Linked DNA regions of Mus musculus: all the other regions are linked to region 3. A link is a contact called in public HiChIP or PLAC-seq, Micro-C and promoter capture Hi-C data. All regions are on one chromosome and are shown on one strand. The core of a region is the stretch at or near the end of the contact, and the rest is flanking DNA. Distances in the headings are between cores, read along the strand shown. Region 1 holds the start of Cilp2 (cartilage intermediate layer protein 2). Region 2 has its middle 27 kb from the start of Gatad2a. Region 3 holds the start of Upf1 (UPF1 regulator of nonsense transcripts homolog (yeast)). Region 4 holds the start of Gatad2a (GATA zinc finger domain containing 2A). Region 5 holds the start of Jund (jun D proto-oncogene). Region 6 holds the start of 2010320M18Rik (RIKEN cDNA 2010320M18 gene). Region 7 overlaps Gatad2a (GATA zinc finger domain containing 2A).

Region 1 (3,385 bases), core at 248-2,747, 470 kb after region 3:
TTGTCCAACTCTTTCAACCTCGGTTTCCGCGTCTGCCCCCATCGTATTTCACACCCGCCCTGAGGATGGGAGCGATACAAGTGGCTGTCCCAAGTGACTCCGTGTCCCCTTGGTCCGAGTGCTCAGCTCCACGGGCACCACCCACCACCAGTCCTGTGAGCTCACTCGGCAGAGGCCACGCCTGCCAGGCCAGAGCTGCTAAGGACAAACAGCGCTCAGCCTCTCGTGGGGACTGCGTGGGGGTGTCCCCTAGCTACACTGCTCCAGGACAATCCCCGACCAAAGCCGAGGCATATCTAGTCCTAGGGGGATACAGTAGGTGGTCCCGGAAAAGTGAGGGATTCTGCAGTTGGAAGCCTCTAATCAGAGAGAGGAGCCGGTGGCTCTGGTTAGTGCCTGAGGCAGGAGAGAAGTCCTGGTTGCTGGTTCGTGGACTGGGTGGAACCGAAACTCCTGGTGGTTTGGGGAGAGGGCAGAGTCCTAACAAAAGTACCACGAGGTGGGTCAGAGAACCAAGATGTCTCAGGTCGGAGGGGGAAATCAAATACGATAGGGATGTGGGGGCACAGTTTAGAAGGAGGGGGGTCTCGGGTCACAGTACAGGGTGGGGTAGAGAGGCTGAGGTCAGACCCGAGGTGGGTGAGGAAGGTCTGATTTAAGCAAGGCGCGGTTCCTAACCTCTGCGGAAGGAGACACGGCTCAAGGCAGAGGCTGGGTCTTGGCAGACTAGCAGTGGAAATGGTGTAGTCGGAGGGTGGAGGCGGTTTGCGGTTAGCAGGTCTGACCGCTACCCGCGTGCGTGGAGGGAGGCAGAGCAGACTTGGTCCCGGGCCGGAGGTCCTCAGCTCCCCCTCTTCCGCCCTCAGGCTGGGATGCGGAGGCTGGCGGAGACGCAAAGGACGCGGTGCAGCCCGATGTGCTGGTGTCCCTTGCAGCGCCCAAGAGCTGCGCCGGCCGCTTCTCCGGACGTCTCCACTTTGTAGCCGGCAGGTTCGTGCCTGATGACGTCCGCCGAAAGTTTGGCCTGCACCTGCCAAAATATACTGGCACCGACTGCGTGGCCTCACTGTGAACCGCACCAATAAACATCTCCACCACCTCTCCCCTGCCTCTTTTGTGTACCAGGCCAGGGGGTGGGCGGGTGGAGAGGAGACTTCCCTCCGGGTTTGTGGGGAGGAGCTGCGCCGTGGAGTTTCTTAGAATGGAGAGCAGACCCCTGCTGGGGGGTGGCCTCCAGTACTTAGGACCGAAGTTTAACAATATAGAGAACGTCCAGCATCCTAGGGCGCCAGCAGCTTCAAGTTTCAGACCAGAGGGAGCCAGGCACACAGCACGGGACCCAGTTGGAGAAGGAGGGGGGAACGCAGGACACCGGGCAAGGGCAGTCTAAGGGCGGAGGTACCGCGGGAGGCTTAGAAGACCCAGTCTGGTGTGCGGGGGCGTGGCTTGTGGCCCGTTCCGCCCTTTTAGGTCCAAGCAGCGGCTAGGCCCGCCACAGTCAGATCTCAGAGCTTCGCAGAGCAGTTCGGACCTGGCGATGGCATCACCTCTGCCCTTGCTCTATCTCTGCCTTGCCGCCTTACACCTAGCGGGAGCGCGAGGTGAGATACCTTGGGAACCACCCCCTACACACACACACACACACACACACACACACACACACACACACAAACAAACACACCAGGACGACAGCCGCAGGCACAGAAGCGGGCGGGGGAGCACCTCATGAGCGTCCCAGAGAGCCGGTGAAAGAAACCTCTTCCATCGTCGTCCCAGGAAGGTCCACTTGGCCAAGGCTTTGAATTGTAAATCATCAGGTTTCCAAATCTGTGCCAAGGGGTCGTAGCTGTCTCTCCGCGGGGCTGGTGACAGTCCTATTTCTCAGAAGGCTGGGGCTCCAGGAAGAAGGGGTTTGTCTGAACCTGTCTGCCTTCCTATTCCACCCCGGAAAGATGGAAGGCCAGAGAAACCAAGGACTTACCTGTTGGCACCTTGCGTCCCACCTAGAAAGACCCGGGAGAGTATATGGCAGGAGGGGACTTCCAGGAAGAGACTGCAGCGGTCTGCGGGTAGAGGCAGAGCCTAATACACTCGACTTGTGTTTGATGAACATTTGAGCCTAGAGGTGTAGTGGGACATAGAGTCGCCAGATCTGCGGAGTGACAGGGCTTCAGGGTCCGCTGCTAGTAATGGGAAGGCTTCCTGGAGTGGGTGCTGCTGCAGTCCCCGGGGCTAGAGCTGGCCTCTCAGATCCTCAGTTTTATATCCCGTGAAATGTGGTAGTCAATGTTCCCCCTGTTGCACCAAAAGAGGGGTCTCAGTGGTCCCTATCTTGTGCCTCCTCGAACTCCCACAGATGCCACCCCCACCGAGGAGCACACTTCAACCGCCAGGGGTCTTCAGGGACGGCCGCCAGATACCGGCCAGCCCTCGCCAGCCCTGGAAGATTGGGAGGGTGAGTCACCTCAGCAACCCGCCTGTGTGATCTGGGCCTGGTGGGGTCAGTGGGGAGGGTAGGGAGAATGAGGAGTCCTTGGACATCACAGCTCCTTGGGCCTCAAGGCTCCAAGCTGGAGAGACTAGGGAGGTGGGACCCGGGCTCAGCGTGCGATGCTCACAGAGGCCAGCGAGTGGACGTCGTGGTTCAACGTGGATCACCCGGGAGGAGATGGCGACTTCGAGAGCCTGGCCGCCATTCGATTCTACTATGGTCCCGCGCGGGTGTGCCCGAGACCACTGGCACTGGAGGCGCGCACCACCGACTGGGCGCTACCAGCTGCAATGGGCGAAAGGGTGCACGCCAACCCAGAGCGTGGCTTTTGGTGTCTCAATCGTGAGCAGCCTCGAGGCCGCCGCTGCTCCAACTACCACGTGCGCTTCCGCTGCCCACTGGGTAAGGGGGGGACCCATAGGCCTGGGCGGGCGGGTACAGTACGACCCTAAGGGGCAAGGCCCAGTGATGGCAGGGCACGGGCGTGGCTTAGAGAGGCACACCCATCAGCACAGTGAGGATGCAGGGAGCTGTGCCCAGATTGTAGTAGCTAGTGCACTAACATGCCAGGATCCCATTGGCCCATCCTGAACAGCTCGGTGTTGGGGATGCCTTAAGCCTCATTGTATTGAAGTCCGATGGGGAACAGCAAGGTTAATTAGGACCGCATCTAGCAAGAAGGGGTGTGTGTGTGTGTGTGTGTGTGTGTGTGCAGGTGAGCTCTGTGCAGAACTGCATGCAGTCTGCCCCTGCAGTCAGGGAGGGTGTATGCCGGGGGAACAAGACCCACATAGTTTAGAAAGCCCGCTGACCAAGGTGGGCAGATGCAACTCATCTCCCACCTTGCTCTGCAGAGGCGGCTTGGGGCGCTTGGGGAGCGTGGGGCCTCTGCTC
Region 2 (3,518 bases), core at 240-2,739, 350 kb after region 3:
CTGTCTCAGAAAAAAAAAAAAAGGAAAAATAAATAAATAAATAAATTTTAAATATTTAAAAATTTAAATCTTTTAAAAAAACTCAGCCAGCAGCTTTGTGTGGTGGCACAGGCCTGTGATCCCATAGGAGGCTGAGACAGACAGGAATATCAGGCAGCTTGAGCTATATATTAAGGCCCTGTCTACAAAATGCTTGGCTGAAAGGGCTCCTGGGCTTAGTCTGGCTTTGCTTCTGTATATTCTAGAAACTCATCTCAATAAAGGCACAGTGTGGTCCACCATAGCTTGTAGATGTCTGCTTGATTTTCTCTAGGGAAGCACAGGGGTGCGAACGACGGCCTGTTGGTGCCATTGCACCTGATCTTTTTCCCTCTAAAAACAATGATTTGCTTCCCTGGGGAAACCAGGACCAAGCCCACAGACCCTCAAAAGGATGCTGCTTTCAGTAGGTCAGTGATTCTAGAGATACACAACACACAAGCTGGGTCAACTCTAATGAATGAAGATGCCTGCAGGGATGCAGGGTGTGGTATTTAGCTCTGTGCAAAGCAACTCAGCCATTTAGAGACTCTTTAGTGACTCTGTATAGCTTTAACCTAACTCCCTTTTCTCTTTCCTTCCTCCCTTCTTGCCTCTTTCTTTTCTTCCCTCCTTCTGTCACCCTCCCTTTCCTTGTAGCCTAGGCTTTCCTGGAATTCCATATGTAGCTAAAGATAACCCTTAAATTCCTAATCCTCCAGCCAGGCGTGGTTGTGCACGCCCTTAATCCCAGCACTCTGGAGGCAGAGGCAGGCAGATTTCTGAGTTCGAGGCCAGCCTGGTCTACAAAGTGAGTTCCAGCTTGGGCTATACAGAGAAACCCTGTCTCGGAAAAAAAAAAAAAAACAAAAATAAAAACTTAATCCTTACGTGACATGCTGCTGTGACAGTGGTGGGTCAGTACACACAGTTCTCCCTTCGTTTCCTCTTTTTTTTTTCCTTTAAAAATAAAGATATATTTAATTTTTATTAACGTGTCTATCTGTGCACATGTGCCTTGCAGGTGACCTTAGAGGACAGAAGGGGGCGTTGGATCCCTTGGAGCTGCACACAGAGGCGACTGTGAGCTGCCATAAGTGGGTATTTGGGTCACACTCAAGAGCAGCAAGTGCCACTAAGCCGTCTTTCCAGAGCCCACTTCCCTTTTCTCTTCCCCTCCCCTTCCTCTGCAAGCCAGGCTATCCTCAGACTCACAGTGATCCTCTTCTGAAGTGCTGCGATTATTACCGCACCTGTTTTTTGTGTTGTTTCTCAAAAGAGGGTCTGTAGCTCAGACTAGCCTTCAATTTACGATCCTTCCTTCAGCAGTCTCCTTTATGCCGGGACAGACCTGGGCCCTCGACCCTGGAGGCTATAACCTTTTTGCTATCTGTCTGTGGCATTACTCAGCGGTCACTCTCAGTGCTGGTGGAACGCTTCCTCTGTGCGAGGGGACTTCTCAGGAGAGCAGCCACAGGTCTCTGGCTGGCAGAGGCCCCGCCTTCCTAACGCCTGTGGGGCTGCCTGGGCCAGCTCCCACTTCCCTATATGGGCGTGAATGTCACTCAGCCTGTTCGTCAAGTTGATTCCCCAGACCCAGGAAGGGCCACGCCTTGGTGAAGAGATGCAATCAGCTTCCACCAGGGAAAGGAAACTCATCCTTCAGTCACATGGCTCTTGCTTCAGTTTTTATTATAAAACTAGGCTGCCCTTGGCTCTGAGGTTCAGGAATTTCACTAGAGTATCTACCTGGAGTCTCTCTTCAAAGAGAGTTCACTTCAGACAAAGAAAAGGGTTAGGATTATTATTTTTTCCTTAGCCCAGGCTGTTCTTGAACTATGAAGATGAGGATGACCTTAGATTTCTGAGTGTCTTGCCTCTATTTCCTAAATTCTGAGCTGACAGGTGTGCACCATCACACCTAGTTTATGTGGGGCCGGGAATGCACACTGTGCACACTGGGCAATCACTATCAACTGAATTGCATTCCCTGTCTAGGTCTCAAAAGTTTTGATTATTTATTTGGATTATTTTACCAGTACAGTAGTAGTTTAGTTGTGTGTGTGTGTGTGGGGGGGGCATATATTGAGCTGGACACTAGCTAATGCACTGCTTATCAATTTTTAAAAAAGATTTATTATTATATGTAAGTACACTGTAGCTGGCTTCAGATGCACCAGAAGAGGGTCAGAACTCATTACGGATGGTTGTGAGCTACCATGTGGTTGCTGGAATTTGAACTCAGGACTTTCAGAAGAGCAGTCAGTGCTCTTAATCACTGAACCATTTCTCTAGGTCCCAGCACCAATTTTTGATTGCTAATGTGAGCATGCTCTCCATGAGACCATAGTGCTTTCTCACCTTTGAGCATGTTGCTGGATTGGAGATTTAAAGTTTTTTATGTGTATAAATGTATGTAAGCACACCACATGCACCAGATCTCCTGGAACTGGAGTTATAGAGGGTTGTGAGTCACCATGTGAGCGCTGGGAATGAAATCTGGTTCTCTGCAAGAGCAATACGTGTTATAATTGTTTTTGGATTTGAGATGTAAATAATACAAGTGTCAGTTAAGATGTAATACTACAGTTGAGCAGTTGATGTAGACCAATAACAGTAGCTGAGTGTACCTGCCTTTCTTTCTTCCTTCCTTTCTTTCCTTCTTTCTTTCTTTCTTTCTTTCTTTCTTTCTTTCTTTCTTTCTTTCTTTCTTTCTTTCTTTCTTCTTTCTTTCTTTCTTTCTTTCTTTCTTTCTTCCTTCCTACCTTCCTTTTTTTTTTTTTTTTTCTTTTTTCGAGACAGGGTTTCTCTTTGTAGCACTGGCTCTCCTGAAACTCACTCTATAGGCCAGGCTGGCATCGAACTCAGAAATCTGCCTGCCTTTGCCTCCTAAATGCTGGGATTAAAGGCGTGCGCCACCAAGGCCCAGCACTGCCTTTCTCTTCTGCATACAATGGGAAATTACATACTATGCTGACCTATAATCCCATCAATAATTGTTGATTCAACAATAAATTATGCTAGATGTAATGGAATACACCTACCAAGAGGACTATGTGTGCTAGGTCATCCTGAACTACATAGTAAGCTCTAAGCCAACCTGGGCTACACAGTAAAAACCCTTCTCAAGAAAAACAAGAAAAGTTATGTGTAAAGTACCAAGGGATCACTTAAATAGGTTGATTCTTGTGCTAGCAAAATATCCCAGTTAGTGACAGGAATTAAACTAGCTTTTGTTCCCTACTGTGGGCCAGTGCAAGGCACTTTAGTTCACATCTCTAGTGTAAGCCTTTGGGCAAATTTCTGGTTTTTCTATGCAACCCAGGATGGCCTAGAACTTGAGATGCTCCTGCCTCAGCCTCCCTTGTGGGTTCTGATGTCTTCCGCCATGAGGGTGATTATTGGCCTTCTTAAGAAGTGGCAGGTATGGGTTTGTTTCCAGTTCTGCCAGCCCTTTGGTTCAACATGAAGAGAATGTGGTAGCTCCTGAGCAGAGGGGC
Region 3 (3,386 bases), core at 413-2,912:
AAATCCGAGTTCCATTATTAGGAGAGAACCAATACCTGTAGGTTGTCTTGTGATCCCACACATGTGCTGTGCATGTACAAGTGTGCCCACACACAACTAAATAAATGTACTAAGAATTGAAAAACAACAAAGCAACAGAGAACCTTTTATTGAGCAGTGGCTACAGGCACTACTGTCCCTCTATGGAAGGTTGCAGCGAACTGGGCTAACTAATCCTTGGCCTGATGGAACATTTACTTATCTGTTTTTGTTTGTTTCATTGTGTTTTTTAGCCAAGTTCTAATATACCTCAGGCTGGCCTCAAACTTGCTATACAACTTAGGATGACCTTGAATCCTTGCTCTGTCTCCATCTCCAGAGTCCTGGGAGACTGCGCCTCTACACTCAGCATCTGTTTTTGTGTGTTTTGAGATGATGTAATGTTGGGTGTCCTGAACTTCGCTCTGTAGACAAGGCTGGCCTCAGAGTTACAGAGATCTCCCTGCCTTCGACTCCTGAGTGCTTGGATTTTAAGGAGTGTCCTTACTGGGAGATCCACCCAAGCAGAGGCAGCCACCCTCCTGGGTTTTTCCCTCGCAATAAATCTCGTGTTAGGTTTGTTGTGTGCTGTGACTTTGTTCTATTTCTTGGCTCCCAATTGCCAGGATCTTTTGGAGCACAGCTGAAACACTTTGGGGAACCACCTCCACCCCTCCCCCTGCCCAAGCAGAGCAGATACACTTCTGTGGGGGGAATGCCTTTCCCTTCAGAGCTGCAACACTTACACTTCCTCCACTGAAGAGTGGGAAGGAAACCCAGGGAGGAGTGTTTCTCTAAGTCTCGCAGCTGGCTGTGGATGCTCATCAGTTGGTAGCTTCTGCCTAGCACACAAGAGCCCTTAGTTCCGTGGTCAACATTGCATGTACACCTGTCACCCCACCACCAGGCACTTTGAGGCAGGAGGATTCCCCCGAATTCCAAACCAACCATGGTTACAGTGTGAGACCCTCAATCAAAACCAAAACAGGCCGGAGAAATGGCTCAGAGTTGTGCACCCAGCGCTTACAAGAGGAGCTCACATCCATTCATAACTAGTTCTAGGGGACCTGACCCCTTCTCAGCGATTCCCAGGCTAGCTCGGACCAGTGCGACTTGATCGCAAGACAAAAGAAGCATTTATCTTCACAGGCTTCAGGAGTGCTCGGGGTAGCAGTGACTACCATTTGGCAGAGTCCCCGCTCCCTACTCATTTATTCAATCGATGAATACTGAGAATGGCCACGAGCCAAGTGACAGACGGGGTAACTAAGGTTCAAGGAGTGCAGGTGCGTGGTCCCCGTGCCACAGGCTCCACACCCAAAACCTTCTGGAGAGAGCCTCAATCAGCACCTAACGAACATCCAGCCCTGAAGCCCGGAGGTGAGGACGTCGCATGCGCGCATGCGCACCGCTAGGCAGCAGTTGGGGCGGGGCCAAGTTCGCGAGCCCAGGTCCTTTAGGCGGTTGAAGGCCCGCCTCTTCGCGCAGGCGCACGGCGAGTTCCGCCCTCCCGCTTAGCTCCCAGTGCTCCGGTGCGGTTGGCTACTTTCCGGGAGGAACGCGCGCGCCTGCGCCGGCGTCGGACTCGCGCACGCGCATCTGTGCCGGCGTCCGGCTCGCGCACGCGCACCGCAGCGGTGGCGGCGACGGCGGTTCCTGTCCAGGGGTCTGAGAGCGGCGGTCGGCTTTGAGGCGAGCAGCGTTACGGAGGGGCGCGGCGGCGGCGGCGGCGGCGGCGGCGGCGGCGGCGGCGGCGGCAACTCAGAGCTCAGAACCGGCGGCCCGGCTCTGCTTTCGGAGGCCGACTCGGAGCCCGCCCGGCTCTCAGGGCGGCGGCAGCGGCTACTCCGGATTACGGCCTAGGCCTAGCCGAAGCCTCGGGCTCGAGTGCGGTGAGGCGCCCGCTGAAGGCGCGGCCCGGGCGGCAGGATGAGTGTGGAGGCGTACGGCCCCAGCTCGCAAACACTCACCTTCTTGGACACTGAGGAGGCCGAGCTGCTCGGCGCCGACACCCAGGGCTCCGAGTTCGAATTCACCGACTTCACCCTTCCCAGCCAGACGCAGACGCCCCCCGGCGGCCCCGGCGGCGCGGGAGGCCCGGGCGGAGCGGGCGCAGGCGGCGCGGCCGGCCAGCTCGACGCACAAGTGAGTTGAGCGGCGCATGGCGGCGCCGGAAGCCGGGCGGGCGCGGGAGCTGCGGCGCTAGATCCCAGTTAACCAGCCTTGGGCCCCTGTGAACCTGAGCCAGGTCCCAGTTAGACGGCGCTGGTCCGAGCTACCGGCTTCAGGTCCAGTTAACAAGCCTGGGTAACTGCTTCCTGCTCTGGCTCCTTAAACATTAAGTCCCTATTGGCCAGCTCCAGTTACCCACCCTGGATTCTTGTTTAAACTGCCCAGGTACCCGCCACCTGCCCTAGGTCTCTGGTACCTTATTACCAGATCTGGTTCCCGTTACTTGCCCTTTTCCCAGATCTCTGCTTCCACCCTATTCCAACTACCTCTTCCAGGTCTACCTGCCACAGTCATTGCCACCTGACTCAGGTTCCTGCTACCTGCCCTAGTCCTTGCTGCTCTGGCCCACCCAGCTACCTACCATCTTCTCTGATTCCCAGCCTCTTGTCCCAGCTACTTGCCACCTGTCCTTTTTTCCTCCACCCTGCTAGGCTGGGCAGTGACCTGCATTAGTGTCCCTCCTGTAGCGCAGGATCTGCTCGGCTCAAGGCTTAAGCCAGAGCTTCCCTCACTCCCCTCCTAGGTATGTCTAAGGTGACCTGTCCACAGTTGCTATCCTCTGGACGGACCCACATTGCCCTCCAGGGTCACCTGTTTGGCTAGTCCAACCACCCCATCTCACCCTTTTGCCACTTCATCCACCACCCCCTCCAGCCAGGGTTCAAGTTCAAGTTTGGGTTAGGGGTTCCCTGGAGCAGAGCCAGGGTTTTGTCGCCTCAAGTGGAAATAGCCCACTTTGTGGATGGAGAGGTGACTGCCGGTTTGTTTTTCCTTCTGGGTTGCCTGTTGCTGAAACCGGTGTTATGTAACTCCTAGGCTCTGCTTGGAAAAGTTGGGTTTGAATTTTGTTCCTTACCCACAATGGGTACCACATGGGTGACTGTGCCTTGGGGAGGGGCTTTTGTTTTGAATGATAGGCTGCCGATGTAGGCATTTCAGGTTGGGCCAGGGCCAGGCCCCCTCTGCCTCCCCATCAAATGCTCTCCCTCTCTATGGCTGGCTTGGTGTCAGGCACCTCTTGGCTTTGTTTTCCTGTATTCTCTCGGGGAGGGGGGGGAGCTGCAGGCTAGAGCCACAGGTGTTCTTGTAGTCCATCTGTACTTAGGGCTAGGGAGCCACCACCAGTCTTCAGCAGT
Region 4 (3,592 bases), core at 605-3,104, 380 kb after region 3:
TGTATCTTTTTGATGTTGAAGAGTGCTTCTCTTAAGGTTCTGCAAGATGTTGCTTTAAACTTGGAAGGTTTAGGTATGGGTAGGGGTCAGTGACAAAGTTGCCAACTGTAAAACTCCACAGAAATTCAGAAGGACTTAGGGAAGGCAGTGCTGAGGATGAGGATTTTTGTAATTTTTCAAATTTGGGGTGAGACCCACTTATAGATTAGAAGTACTTTTGATGTTTTTCCCAACACAACAGAAGCCATCAGATTACATTACAGTTGTGCAGTAACACATTTCAGTTATGTGTGTTACAAAAAAGGTACTTCAGCAGTTTTCAGGAGTCCTGGTGTCTGTCTCATCACTATTTCAAAGCTGGAATAGGAACATGGCAGGAGTCTGTTTCAGTGATTCTGATATTAACAACTGCTTTGTGACACTAGACTTTCTTTTTTCTTTTTCATTTTTTCCTCTCAAGACAGAGTTTCTCTGTAGTCTTAGCCATAGTACAGACTGGCCACGAACTCATCCACCTACCTTGAGGCTTCATTTTCTTTATTTCATTTCCTTTTCTTTCTTTTTCTTTTTTTAAAGATTTATTTATTATATGTGAGTACACTGTAGCTGTCTTTAGACATACCAGAAGAGGGCATCTCATTACAGATAGTTGTGAGCCACCATGTGATTGCTGGGATTTGAACTCAGGACCTCCAGAAGAGCAGTTGGTGCTCTTAACCACTGAGCCATCTCTCCAACCCTTATATATATATATATTAAAAGAAACTGATGTGTCATGAGTGTTTTGCCTGCATGTGCATCTGTGTACCACATGTGTACTTGTTGCCTGAGGAGGAGAGCCTCCATGTGGGTGCTGGGAATAGAACCCAGGTCTTCCACAACAAGAAGTGCCCTTAACCACTGAGCTAACTCTTTAGCCCTGGGCTTTGTCTTCATAAGATTTCTTTATGACGTGTTTCTGTATGATGAGGACAGAAGGCATAAATACCCTAGAACCGGAGTTATGGTAGGTTGTAAGCCACCATGTGGGTGCTTGGGTCTTCTGCAAGAGCAGCCAGTACCTTTAATTGCTGAGCCATGACTCCAGATGTGTTTTTTAAATTAACATATTTTATTTATGAGCGTGTGTTTGTGTCTGAGGACAACTTGTGCGGATGGAACTCAGGTCATTATGTTTGGTGGCAAGCCTCTTTAAACCACTGAGCCATGTCGCTGTCCTGGAATAGGTTTTCTATGAACTTTGTACTTTTCCCTGTTGAAATTGTAAATTGGCTTCAGATGCTTCATAATCTCCCCAAACTTGCTTCCTTTCTGGCTATTATTGTCTCCTTGGTGTTACCAGAGAGGGTTGGGCGCAGGTTTGTTTTCTTGGGGATTCCTTCTTCTCCAGAGGCACAGGCTAGATGTGGATTACTGGAAGGAGACAGCCGTCCACCTCGTTCTCTGCAGGTGGATTGGCTTGGTGGGTAGGTTGAACTGTCTGCGGTCCGGGGGAGAGGGGTGACCGCTCAGCCGATCGCACCTTCTCACTGGAGGTCAACACCGAAGTTCCTGAGAGGAAGCTTTGCGAGGCCCCGGGCGCGTCTCAGAGTTACAAGAGGTGGCCGTGCAGGGCTCGGGCGAGGTCAGCGTGAGTCAGCCCTGGGCGCGGCCGAGCTCTGTGCACTAAGCTGGCCATGGCTGAGGGGCGCTTAGCAGCCCAAGTGGGAAACCCAGTCGCTTAGCGCAGCGTCGCCAGTCTTTGGGGCTGGGAGGGCGGTGCTTCCGGGTAGGCCCGCCCAGCCTCGCCTCCAGGGAACCACGCCCACATAAGACCACGCCCACAGGGAGCCCCTCCCTTCCCGACCCCGCCCATCCGGGTGCGGGCGGGTGGCGTCGCCTTTAAGAGCTCCCCGGTGTTTTGGGGGCCGCGGGCCGGGCGCGCTGACCTGGTGCGCATGTCCCGGGCGGTGACGCCGGCGCCGGGCTCCATGTGTGCGGCCGAGGGGCGCATTATCTGGCCGGCGGCGCGGGCGGGCGGAGCGGCGGAGCGAGCGCCGCGGGCCCGGGCGGCCCCTCAGGCGCAGCGAGCACGCGCGGCCGGCGCCCCCCGCCCCCAGCCCTGTGGACACGCGCGCTGCCCCTGGGCCCGGTCGGCGCGCGGCCGGGTAAGTTCCTAGCAAACTTGGCAAGGCGGGGCGGGGGCGCGGGAAAGTGGGAGCGCGGTCGTATTCGGTTTGCTGCGCTGCGGTTCGCTTCGCCTGCGCCGCTGGAAAGTTCCCCACCGCCCTCGCACGTGGGGCTGGGGTCCCTGGTCCCCGGAGCCGGGAAGTGGCCGAGTCGCCTCACTCCCTCCTGAGCTTTTCAGGCTGGGAGGCCGCCCCAAGGGGGGCGGCGGGCACACAGCACGTGGACGAGTGGCGTGGGGTGAGAGTCCACGGGAGGGTCGGGGGTCCGAGCCCGGCGGCGGCGTTAAATTCGGCGGCGACGGCGGCGGCGGAGGCGGCGGAGGATCCCGTGTCAGAATAAGAGTCCCTGCGCGCCCACGCCTGCAGGGCCGGTCCCCCCCCCCCCCCACCGTCCTGCTTGGGCTCGCGCCCTTCCTGCTTGACCCTGGGGAGCCATGGGACCCTTCCCCCTCTCTTGGTTCCTGTTTTCCTCATGGCCCTCCACTTTAAATTTGCCTCCGGGTGTACGATGTGGCTCCAATAATTTCTTTTTTCTTCCACCTGGAACGGGTTGGCATCAGTGACTAGACAGCAGCAGCTGGCCTTTTAAAGGGATTAATGCCAAGAATCGGAATTGATCACTTCAACAAGGAAAGGCTTCTGGGCAGGCCTCAGCCGCAGCCGGACTGCGCTCTCCGGAACCCTGAAATGAATGGGGACCCCTCATTAAGACCTGTATGGCAGAATGTTTTGTTTTTCCTTCCCGCCCCTGCAGTTTTAGCAGAGGCTGCAAGTTCTACCTACCTGACTCACTTCAGGTAGTTCACTCTTATCTTGTGGCTTTGGATTCTTTAGGACAAAGTCCTGGTGAGTCTCCTGAGCCTTACATTTTCTTGACAGCATTAACTTCTTTTTATCTTCTTGGAGTATGCAGCACTCCCACGTCCCTGTTAATGTGTGTGTCCATTCACAAAGCGATAGATACCTGTTGTGGATGTAATCTGTATACTGAGCCTGAGTCTCCCTCTTGTTCTTCTCATCCTACCATTCGGTGGTTACGGTGGTTACAACTTTTCTTTAAAGCAACATTACACCACAGCACTGTGAATACCCTCCAGTCCTTAGCTTATACCTGGCTCTCAGTGTGCATGGGCCAAGTTTCCTTTGCAGGTATAGCAGGTACCAAAAATGATCCTTCTGATGTATAATACCTAATTTCCAGATGAGAAGTTGTAGCTTCTACAAGTCCTGTTGTTCCCTCACTGCTTAGTGAAGGGGCAGAGATGTGATTGCTGTACGTTTTCTGCATTAGAACTGGGGAACGTAGCTGCTTTCCCCTTGTATGTGAGAATTCCCCCTGCTCTAGTACATGAAGCAAGCTCCTTGTACCTGTGCAGCTTAGAACACCATGCCAGCCTTTCTGTGTCCTGAGAGAAGAGAATCCA
Region 5 (3,165 bases), core at 177-2,676, 340 kb before region 3:
GGGGGCGCGAAGCCACCACCGCCGGGGGCCCCAGTAGCACCAGCGACGCTCGACGCACCCGCAGCCAGGCCGCTCAGCGCCTCCTCGCCATAGAAGGGCGTTTCCATCCCCACCTTCCCCCGCCGCGCTCGGCCCCGGGGCGGGGGGAGTGGCCGCGGCCTCCCCGGGGGGCCCCGTATGCCCCCCAGTCCGCTGCCCGTACAGACCGGCTCCGATGCCGGCCGCTCTGCCCCGCGCCGCCCGCGCGCACTCTTATAGCCTCGGCCCCCGCGATGAGCTCACCGCCCCCGCTCGCCATTGGCGCGAGGTGACGTCGTTGATTTGCATAAAGGGGCGGGAGCGGGACGCCCTCGCCTGGTGGCGGCCGCTGTTGCCAAGAGCGACGCTCGCTACATGGCACAACAACGCGCTGCATTGTGGGTTGACGTCATGGGGGTGGGGCTGAACGCGGTTTGGCCGGGTCACCACGCCCAGCTTGGATTGCCGGGCAGGCTCTGTCCCTACCCTGCTGTTTCTTGCCTCTCCTCCCTTTCTCTTCCTCCCCTCTTTACTTCCCTCTAGATCTTGCCTCTCTGTTTCTCAAACTGGACCTCATCTGTGCGTCTATCTCTCCCCTGTCTCTGGCACTTCTGTGGCGTGATGTGTGGAGCCTCATAAACCCAGGCCCTCTGTGAAGCCACGCCCCGCGTCACGCCCACCGAAGGCACGCCCCTCGGGGGCCGGGCGCCGGCCAGGGTTCCTCCGGCTGGGAGCTGGCAGGTGTGGGCAGGAAGGGGGAGGCAGAGGAGGGTCCCTTGGAGAGTCCCCACAACTACTTAGCTCCTTGTCAGTTTCACAGGGTGGAGTCGAACGCCCTAAAAGCTGACCTCCTGCCTTTTCCTTGGGGAAACTGAGGATGGGATGTGTGGAGTCCAACTGCAGCCAGGGTAGCCATCAGTTGTAGGTTTTTTTCTTGATCTCGGTGAAAAAAAATTTTTTTAATCTTTGTTTTGGGTCAAGACAGGATCTCATCCTCTAGACTCCGCTATTCATGAACTTAACTTCAGTCCCCCTGTTTCATATTCCCAAGTGTGGCAGTAACAGGCCTGAGTCTCTTAACCTCGGCCTACAGATCTCGGTTTTTATTTTACATGCTGGTGTGTTTGTCTGTGTGGTTGTGTATCTGTGTTTGTCTGTGTAGGTATCTGTGCTTTGTGTGTGTGTGTGTCCAGGAAGGTCAGAGGAGAGTTGGGAGTCTGTTCTCCCCGGTGTGGCACTCTGGCTGTCCGACTTGGGTGCAGTCACGTTTACTTTCTAAGCCTACCCTATGGCCCTGGATTGGGACGTTTTGAAACAGAATCTCACTCTGTACCCCAGAATGACCTCCCGAACCCCCCAAAATCTCACCTCAGGCTTCTGGATGACTAATATATGCCATTGTGCCTTGCTTCGGTTTCAGTTATTAGGACACCCTGTACCCTAGCTGACCAAGACTGAGGGTGATTTCACTGCCTCAACGTGAAAGACGTGCCCATCACCTCATCTTAGCATGAGATTTGAGTCTTGGGTTTGTTGAGTTTTACTTTGTGTTTTGAGCAAGGATCTCTCACCTTCCAGCTGGGGCTGGCTGGGAACTTACAGATGTGGACCTGCTAAGTGCTAGAGTTAAAGGGCACTATGCAAAAGCTGTAACCCAGGTTGACCTGGGGCTCCTGCTGATGGAAGTTCTGGGGTGAGCTTGTGGGGTTTTTTTTGTTTTGTTTTGTTTTTGCCTTTGTTTTGAGACAGAATTTTTCTGTAGCTCAGGCTAGACTTGAGAAGTGATCCTTCTGCCTTCTATGTGCTGTAAGGACAGGCATTTACCACACATTTGTCCTCCCAAGGACAGAACTAGGGTGCCAGGCCTCTGGACAGCCATGGCAGTACACGTTTTTACTCTTGACTCTTCTAGAGCCTGAGGTGGGTCCCAGAGTGGAGCCTGCAAATGAGAATCCGGACTGGTAATTACCCTCTTAATTAGTACAGTATGCCACCAGGCCTGATGCAGGCTTTTCTGCTTGCTGGGAACGGAGGTGGAAGAGGTGGGAGCAACAAGTCCCAGCACACTCAACACAACCCTTAGAAGACCAGAGAGGAGTCTCATCCCTTCTCTGTGACTCCTCTCCAATCTGTACCCCATTGGAGCTCCTTTGCACCTCAGGACCTTCGCCCAGGCCATTGAGGCCTCAGAGGGTTCTCCCCCCTCCCCCCAAACCCCCGCCCGAGCCTTGACCAGTTGTTGCCTCAGAGAGCCACACACCCAGGTTTTATCCCCTTTTGTAGGCAAGTGACCATCCAGAAAGATAGAGTGGACTCTCCCCTCACCACACACGTGGGGTTTGCGCTTCGCGAGCCATATCCCAGCCAGCACCCCCTCCCCCGCCCCCCGCCAAACGACTGAGCCAGCTAGTGCTGGCCCAACGCCAGCCAGCCCCCGGCGCCAGGCCTGCCTCTCCCCGGGGCCGTACGGAGCTTGGCGGAGCGCGCGAGGCTCCGCCCTGACCTTGGGACTTGGCCTTGGCGGGTGGGGGATGGGCGGGCGTGCGCTCTGGAGGCGGTGGTTTGAGCTGACTGGGGACAGGTTTACGTACCAAATTAAGTTTTACCTCTGTTGAGACTCACTTTCCCTATCAGGCAAGGAGAGCATTTTGTAGTGGCATGGAAAATGTAAAGAAATAGTAAGACCTGAACATTTTTGGTTGCTTTTCGAGACAGGGTTTCTCTGTGTAGCCCTGGCTGTCCTGGAGCTCACTCTGTAGACCAGGTTAGTCTCGAACTCAAAGATCCTCCTGCCTCTGACTCCCGAATGCTGGGATTAAAGGCGGGAGCGGCCTGTCCTGACTGACTTTTTTTTTTTAATTGTATTTCTGTAGGAAAAGGGCTTGTTGAGAGGCTGGGGAAGGACCTCAGCTTTCAGAGTCTGTTCTCTCCCATTCTGTGGGTCCTGTGAACTCAAGTCAGCTCTCAACAAGAGCAACAAGAGCCTTTACCCGCAGAGCCATCTCGACACCCCATCAGTCATTCTTCAATTTTATTATTTGGAGAAACTTAACCTGCTGGTCTTGGGGTGCCCTTAGCCTCTGGGAAAAACTCCTACTAAACCTTCAAAACAACTGCAATAAGGAGTGGAGGGATTCAAAAAGTCTC
Region 6 (3,214 bases), core at 212-2,711, 420 kb before region 3:
GCTGTGTGATCTAGCAGCCATGTAGTAGGTTGCCAGTGGTGCAGCTCTACACACTCCACGAGGGGAATTCGCAGGCACTCAAACCCTCTGCACCTCCCTGACTCGCAGCCAGTACCTTCTGCTGGAAGGGAGACCAAGGCTGTGCATGAGTAGCCCTCTACCCATCTTGGAGCTGGCATCAAATAAAGTCCCATGAAGACATCTGATACTGGTGTGTGCATTTGTGAGTGGCTGGGGGTAGGGAAAAACTGATGGCTCGATATCATCTAAGTGAGTTTTGTTGGCTGTATAGGGGTTTGGTTAAACACTTAATCCAAGCCAGCCTGCATCCCAGCTACCTAGCAGGCTGGGATCCTGGCTAGGGCAATAGGGCAAAATCTCATCTCTAAAATGAAGTGTTTCCAGGCATGGCTGTATACACATGTAATCCTAACACTTGGAGGTGGGGGCGTGGGGAGGCACGAAGCAGAAGGATCATGAGTTCAGATACAGCCTGGGCTAATAACAAGACCCTGTTTCAAATAATAAAGCCAAAGGAATCAATGATTAAAAGCACTGGCTGCTCTTCTAGAGGACCCAGGTTGTATTCCCAGCACCTACATGGCAGCTCACAGCCGTAACTCAAGTTCTAGAGCATCCGATGTCTCTTCTAACTTCCACAGACACCAGGTACTCACAAGGCGCACAGTTGAACATGAAGAAAAACACAAAATCTTAAAAAGGAAAAATCCAAAACGCTGGGCGTCATAGCTCTTGCTTTTAATTCCAGTCGGGTTATACGCGGCTGTAATTTACTGAACCTGGATCCTGTGCAAGAGCAGTGAGCATGCTTAACTGCCGAACTCTCGCTGCAACCCCTCCGTCCCAATTTTCTACCCTAGTCTTTGCGGTGAGCTAAAATAGATAAATGAATCCCTCGGAAATCAGCCGAACAAGCTCGGCAACTTCTGGTTCTCTCCGTCTCGCCAGAGTCTGTCCGTATTTCCGGAAACAATCTCGCTTCCGGACGCTGATAAGCCGCATTCTCGCGCGTGTTGGGCCGGAGACACTTCGGCTGTTTCCGGACGCCTAGGGTTGTCATGGCAGTGCCTTCGCCTTCCATTCCTTCCACCAGCGGCTCTCCATTGAGGGTACAGCTGCCGAGCTCGTCCAGTGGACCTTCGGCAATTTCCGGAAGCTATCGGCGGCCTCCGAGTCAACTCCCAAGGCCTGGAGTTGAGGTCGTTCGGTTCCTCCCAGACACATTCCGCGGTCTGGCAGGTTCACGACTTCGTAAAAAACACAAACAAACCCCTGTTATGGCACGTTCTGCTGCTTCCGGAATGGCTCGGGTATCTCAGAGTCCCAAGTCCACCGAGCCCAGCTTCGGACCGAATGCGTTCCCGACCCTTCCGCTTTCTAGTGTTTTCGTGAGCCTCCGACGGCCGTGCTCGGCTGTCTCCGACCAGCCTCGGCTGTCTCGTGGCAAAGCCCAGCCTCCCATTCCCGCGGGAGCACACTCGGCAGCTTCCGGAGGCTTGCCCGCGTGCCTCGGTCTTCGGGCTCCGCCTCGTGTGGGGGGAAAGGCCCGCCCTCCCGACCCGAGTGCGCTCGGCTATTTCCGCCTGGGGGCGGGCCCGAAGGCTTGGAACCGCGGCGACGGTGGCTGACGCAGGGATCCCGCGGCTGCGGCGACGGCGGCGGCGGTCGTGGTGGTGGCGACGGCGGCCGGAGTGGGTGAGTCGATGGTGGTGGGGAGGACCCGAGGAGAGAAGGAGCCGCACAAAACCGGGCTCCGAGCTGAGCGTGGGGCTGTGCAGCCTGCGGGGTAGAGACAGGGTCTCTAAGGCCGGGAGGTCCCCGCCCGCAACGGGGCGGAGAGCGGGACACGACCCCGGATCCGGCCACTTCCGTCGTCCAGGGGTCTTCGGGGTGCACGAGGGTCTAGGGGCCCGTCTGTGTGAGCACACAGACTATGCGTGCATCGTAGGCCCCTCCTTTTGCATTGGGGGTTCCGCGATACCCTCCCCCCATGGTGTGCAGACGTGCTCGGCACGGGGGCGGGCAGACGGGTGGCTTTCTTAGGAGAGGCCTCTCCGACCCTCAGTTTCCCTACCTATAACATGCAGGCCACAAGAGGCCGGACAGTGAGTCACACCGGATACCCTGGACCACAAAGCCTTAAGTCCCTCTAGGACACCTGCACCGGGTCCCCGAGATCTGGGGATGAAGCCCAGACCCTCCCCTTGGCACGCTAAACGCCTTTTTCATGGCTTCTTTCTGAAAGCCTCTGCATCCTAGACAGGCGTCTTCCACCATCGGGCCTTTGCAGGAACCGGTCTGTCTATGCATTGCCCTGTCCCTATACGAGGACCTGTCAGCCTTGCTCCCCCAGGAGGATGCACAGAAGACCCAACTGCAGGCTGGAATGGGGACCCAGGCTAGGACCCAATGTGGGGTGTCCAGCTCCTGTCCCCATCCTACTGTGGCACTAAGGTGACCATGGTTCTTCTTGACACCTCCCCTCTCTTGCATCACCAGAGAGCCCCAGGCTAAGGCAAGCTGGGGACACCCCTGCACCCTGTCTCAACCTCCCCTGCAGGAACCAAGGCTTCTGTTTCCTTGGATGCCCACCCAGGCCACAGCTCTTGATAGGCCATGTCCACTGCTCAGGTGTTCAACCCCTTCTTGGGGTTCCCCAATAACCCCAAGTCTAACTGGCCATGTGGTCACTGTCTTTGTTCCTGCCTTGAACTTGGGTGCATCTGTGGTTGGCTTCCTCCTGATGAGTGGGGTTCTTCAGAGAGCTCTGAACTTCAGTTCCCACAACCCTAGTGGGGACAGCAAAGCATTCAGCTCCCAGCACCCCGAAGAAAGGCTGTCAGTGTGGCCTCTCGGATGGGGAGACTAATCAGTAGTGGGACAGGGGCCAGCCCCAAGGTCACTGGGGGATTCTGTCCTGGCTCACTCCGCCTTGTCCATGTCCTTTAGGCTGGTGTTCCCGGCTGAGCATGGTAGCAGCCTGTGGTCTGGGTCCCTTCGTCTGGTGTCAGGCACATCTTGAAGAGCCAGTAAGCCTGGGCACCCACAGCCCAGCTAATGAAGGAGTGATCCACCTATCCCAGCTTGACCATCTGATGGGTGACACAAGCCAAATAATTTGAGAAAACACCAGGAACATCATTGCACAGGTGACTAAATGGTGGCCTCTGTGACAGATGGCCATCTAGGCATG
Region 7 (3,209 bases), core at 120-2,619, 430 kb after region 3:
AAGGTTGGGGTGCTTGGGAATACTTATTCTAGAGCAGCATGGCCCTGGCACTGAGGCACCGTGATCCTTCTGGGTGCCCTTATTGGGAGCTGAGGCTGCACCACACCCATGTGAGAGGGATAGGGAGGATGGGGAATCCCTCCTGTGAGTTAGAGACACACAAGCTGTGTAGACAAGGAAGTCAGGCCTATTCAAGAGGGTAGGGTAGCTATGCTTGTCCATCCTGTCCCATCTGTCTGTCTGTTTTCACACAGACATGTACTAGGTGAGAAAGGCGACATCTGAAAGCAGTCCCTTAGGAAACAAAGGGGCCCTGCAGGTCTGATGTCCTCTTTTGGCTTATGTGCCATGGGGCTAATGAATGCCAACACAGGCCATTCCAAAGGTCAGAGGTCCATTGAAGGGTGATAGAGACAGATCATGGCTAGCCAGGGCTTGGTGGACAGACTTGTGAGTCAAGCTAGTCTGTGTTGTGGTGCAAGGTTTGGGTGCAGAAGAGTAGGTGTATAGGCCATGACAGCCAAGCTGGCCCTGAGGAGGACTTGGTCCTCAGTTGATGTAGGTGTTCTTCCTCCTCCGATCAGATTGAAGAGACATGGATAGGATCCAAGCACCTCCTCTGATGTGGGCTATCCCAGTGCTCAGCCCCTTCTCCAGGACACAGCACACATTCCTGGTAGGAGACAGCTTTTGGTGCTAATGGCCAGACTGGCTGGCTTCTGGAGATTTTTACTGGTGATGTGAAGCTACTTCATCACTGTGTGTTTTCAACATAGACAGGTAGGACAGGTTCACACAGCATCCAGAAAAAGCAGTTGTCCCTGCCGGCCTGGCCGTGCTCCAGAGCTCTCCATGTCACTCTTCATTTTACTCTTATGCCTATGGGTTTCATGAAAGGCTCCCTCTGAAATTGTGCCTGTGATTGATCCATGTATTCTGGTTCCTAAGTTAAAAGCTATCTAGAAAAGTGCAGAGAATCTTGAAGGTATTTCTGTTAAAAGCTGAGCTTCGGAAAGCCTTTCAGTTTGGAAGGGAGAGGGGCTTGTGGTTTCCTCTGTTTTTTGTAGGAGATGACCACAGGCGACTGGATGCCTGGAGGCTGCACAGAAAGGGGAAAGTGGAGCCTCCATTTTCTGACAGCACCTGAACCCTTACCTCTCTTCTCAAAATGAAGGCCGTGTGTCACAAACCGGTTAGAACTGCCCGTTGCCATGGTTTTCACGTTGGAAGGCACAGTTAAAGGGTCACATGACCAGAGAGGGAAATGCCTTTGTCACATGACTTTTTGGTGGCCTGATTAGCATAGAGGAAGTTCACTCCGGGCAGGCTGGCTGCTGCTGGGATGCTGAGTGATACTGATAGCAGTGACATCATCTCTGAAATTGATTAGTTGGGGCCCAGGATGGGGTCAGAGAGCAACAGTGGTCAGGGCTGTCTTCCAAGGAAGCCTAAGTCCAGGATGGTCTCTGCCCCAGCAGTGCCCTCATTCCTCACAGACATCTCAAATTTTATTAGACGACTCACCTCAGAAAGATAGGAAAGAGATAAACTCCACAGTTGGGTGTCCTTTGGTCTGCCTAGAAAGCCAGTCCTAGACTGTAACTCTGTCATAGGTGCCTCTTAAGCCCAGCTGTTAATTCACTTGGGCACCCCCCTGGGCCAGTACCACAGCCACGGCACTGGGCTGCTCCTCTGCTACACAATATACAGTTGGTGGCATGCACAGTCAGTGGACCTGGAATTGAAGCTGTCTGATCACCTTGAAACCTGACCTCGGGTGAGGGCCGGTGGGAATGTTGGAGGAGAGATTGACTTGGAGTGTTTGAAGAGACCCGAGGGAGACAGATGCCCAGGGTCTCTTTTTTTAAGCTGTTTTGTTGTTTGTTTGTTTGTTTGTTTTTAAAGATTCATGTATTTGTATATTATTTATTTTTGTACAACAGTGCTTTGCCTGTATGTACGTCTCTGTGAGGGTGTCAGATACCCTGGAACTGAAAATTCAGAAACTTATGAGCTGCTGTGTGGGTGCTGAGAATTGAGCCCTGGTCCTCTGGAAGAGTAGCCAGTGCTTTTAACTGTGGAGCCATCTCACTAGCTCTCTCAATTTTTTTAAATAATTTGTTTGTTTTGTGTGCATTGTTATTTTGCCTGCTTGTGTGTCTGAGTGAGGCTGTCCAAATCCCTGGAATTTAAGTTACAGTAGTGAGCTGTCTTGTGGGTTCTGAGATTTAAACCTATGTTGTCTTAATCACAGAGCCATTTCTCCAGCCCTTCCAGGGTCTCTTTTAAATGACTGGTTTCTGGGCTGCCGAAGCCTGACTCTCAAGAACCTCCAGGCTTAAGCCTTCAGGCTGTGGCCAGTGTGCACGTATAGCTGTCATGTGGGAATCAGGAAGCCAGCCAGATGCTGGCTGGTCAGCCTCTGCCCACCATGCCACTCTTCTTGAGAATACAGCTGGCAGGAACCAGTGGTGGGGACCCAAAGAGTCTTCACCTAGTGACTCACCTCACCCTGCTCAAACCCAAACCACAGAGACAGATCTGCACTGTGACTTCCACCTAACTTTATCCTGTGTCACAGTGCCATCTAGTGGACATATTCTGAGCTGCTTTCCACAAGCAAGTTGGTACTTGCTTGGGTGCTGGGATACACACCAAGGGGCAGTTTAGATTGTCCACTGTGGGCAGTACTTTTTCTAGGACTTAGTGCTCCTCCCACCTCCTTCCTGTGTTACAGCAACAGAGCACACTGGCTTTAAGGATTTAGAAGCAACAGATGTGTATGCCCTCTGATACCCTTCACAAAGAGGGAGGTCTAATTTTGGGGTGCTCCTGTGTGGGTTAACTGATGTAGGCTATATTATAGCCACTGGTCTTTAGCCAGTGTGGGAAGAGTGGTCAGTGTTGTGGACCTGTGCATCTGACAGTGTGTACCACCCCTGCTACAACTGAGCTCCTAGGGAGACTGGCTGTTTGCTCACAGGGAAAAGTGAACTTCCTACACCACAGGATGTGTGTTAGAAGGTTGGTCACAGTGGTGAGTGTTCCATGATGTAACTTCTTCTGAGACTTGAGTGTGCAGGGTTGAGGGCAGAGCCATCACACTCTGTAGACCTGAGCATGAAGTCAGTGAGAGTGGTTCTTTTGAGTTTGAAAACTTGTAGCCACTGCAGCCACTTATGTGTGTCCTAGGTAGGACAATGCAGCAG

The links. Promoter capture Hi-C pulls out the DNA fragments that hold promoters and counts their contacts. A called contact is a pair of places that touch in the nucleus more often than the background predicts. HiChIP or PLAC-seq counts read pairs in DNA pulled down with a chosen protein or histone mark.
Region 1: a contact with region 3 is called in an H3K27ac HiChIP or PLAC-seq map of embryonic stem cells, with 4 times the contacts expected there. The contact joins the promoter of Cilp2 here to the promoter of Upf1 in region 3. A contact is called at or near these places in 6 of 39 promoter capture datasets (cranial neural crest, embryonic stem cells, fetal liver and 2 more), 1 of 484 Hi-C or Micro-C datasets (natural killer cells) and 2 of 115 datasets of contacts at active chromatin or transcription factors (embryonic stem cells and large pre-B cells).
Region 2: a promoter capture Hi-C map of pre-B cells shows a contact between it and region 3, with 3 times the contacts expected there. The contact joins the enhancer-like site here to the promoter of Upf1 in region 3. A contact is called at or near these places in 3 of 39 promoter capture datasets (cranial neural crest, liver and pre-B cells), 2 of 484 Hi-C or Micro-C datasets (embryonic stem cells and muscle stem cells) and 2 of 115 datasets of contacts at active chromatin or transcription factors (effector CD8 T cells and memory CD8 T cells).
Region 4: a promoter capture Hi-C map of pre-B cells shows a contact between it and region 3, with 2.6 times the contacts expected there. The contact joins the promoter of Gatad2a here to the promoter of Upf1 in region 3. A contact is called at or near these places in 5 of 39 promoter capture datasets (cranial neural crest, hematopoietic stem and progenitor cells, liver and 1 more) and 2 of 115 datasets of contacts at active chromatin or transcription factors (effector CD8 T cells and pancreatic cancer cells).
Region 5: a Micro-C map of embryonic stem cells shows a contact between it and region 3, with 3 times the contacts expected there. The contact joins the promoter of Jund here to the promoter of Upf1 in region 3. A contact is called at or near these places in 1 of 39 promoter capture datasets (neural stem cells), 1 of 484 Hi-C or Micro-C datasets (embryonic stem cells) and 2 of 115 datasets of contacts at active chromatin or transcription factors (both in embryonic stem cells).
Region 6: a Micro-C map of embryonic stem cells shows a contact between it and region 3, with 2.5 times the contacts expected there. The contact joins the promoter of 2010320M18Rik here to the promoter of Upf1 in region 3. A contact is called at or near these places in 7 of 39 promoter capture datasets (fetal liver, hematopoietic stem and progenitor cells, hippocampal neurons and 3 more), 1 of 484 Hi-C or Micro-C datasets (embryonic stem cells), 2 of 115 datasets of contacts at active chromatin or transcription factors (embryonic stem cells and pancreatic cancer cells) and 1 of 9 other capture datasets (adipose tissue).
Region 7: a contact with region 3 is called in a promoter capture Hi-C map of hematopoietic stem and progenitor cells, with 4 times the contacts expected there. The contact joins the enhancer-like site here to the promoter of Upf1 in region 3. A contact is called at or near these places in 4 of 39 promoter capture datasets (frontonasal cranial neural crest, hematopoietic stem and progenitor cells and liver) and 1 of 115 datasets of contacts at active chromatin or transcription factors (pro-B cells).

Annotation. Positions count from the first base shown.
Region 1 is chr8:69,885,504-69,888,888 of GRCm38.p6, reverse strand. Cilp2 (cartilage intermediate layer protein 2) reads left to right here and starts at 1,497. Exons shown (of 8, transcript NM_026818.2): 1 at 1,497-1,601; 2 at 2,357-2,455; 3 at 2,621-2,893; 4 at 3,346-3,385. The coding sequence starts at 1,538. It overlaps Yjefn3 (YjeF N-terminal domain containing 3), which reads left to right. Exons shown (of 6, transcript NM_001353930.2): 6 at 867-1,101. The coding sequence ends at 1,072. Gm33746 (a long non-coding RNA gene) reads right to left here. Exons shown (of 3, transcript XR_379069.4): 1 at 2,619-3,385; 2 at 1,982-2,295; 3 at 505-1,895.
Region 2 is chr8:69,999,397-70,002,914 of GRCm38.p6, reverse strand. No RefSeq gene overlaps it. Among named protein-coding and RNA genes, the nearest start is that of Gatad2a, 27 kb to the right of the region's middle. Within about 2 kb of position 1,489, at least 276 of the 459 cell types and tissues checked have an H3K27ac peak or open chromatin away from gene starts, as enhancers often do. A contact at or near this core is called in embryonic stem cells, liver, memory CD8 T cells and 1 more, where this site is marked.
Region 3 is chr8:70,351,555-70,354,940 of GRCm38.p6, reverse strand. Upf1 (UPF1 regulator of nonsense transcripts homolog (yeast)) reads left to right here and starts at 1,662. Exons shown (of 24, transcript NM_030680.3): 1 at 1,662-2,163. The coding sequence starts at 1,948.
Region 4 is chr8:69,972,645-69,976,236 of GRCm38.p6, reverse strand. It overlaps Gatad2a (GATA zinc finger domain containing 2A), which reads left to right and starts at 1,854. Exons shown (of 13, transcript NM_001113346.1): 1 at 1,854-2,147.
Region 5 is chr8:70,696,000-70,699,164 of GRCm38.p6, reverse strand. Jund (jun D proto-oncogene) reads right to left here and starts at 1,426. Exons shown (of 1, transcript NM_010592.5): 1 at 1-1,426. The coding sequence starts at 107.
Region 6 is chr8:70,775,109-70,778,322 of GRCm38.p6, reverse strand. 2010320M18Rik (RIKEN cDNA 2010320M18 gene) reads right to left here and starts at 1,461. Exons shown (of 1, transcript NR_029440.1): 1 at 717-1,461. Pik3r2 (phosphoinositide-3-kinase regulatory subunit 2) reads left to right here and starts at 1,611. Exons shown (of 16, transcript NM_008841.3): 1 at 1,611-1,716; 2 at 2,971-3,214. Mast3 (microtubule associated serine/threonine kinase 3) reads left to right here. Exons shown (of 26, transcript NM_199308.2): 26 at 1-206.
Region 7 is chr8:69,918,526-69,921,734 of GRCm38.p6, reverse strand. All of the region lies in intron 3 of Gatad2a (GATA zinc finger domain containing 2A), which reads left to right. Among named protein-coding and RNA genes, the nearest start is that of Tssk6, 18 kb to the right of the region's middle. Within about 2 kb of position 1,369, at least 268 of the 459 cell types and tissues checked have an H3K27ac peak or open chromatin away from gene starts, as enhancers often do. A contact at or near this core is called in hematopoietic stem and progenitor cells, liver and pro-B cells, where this site is marked.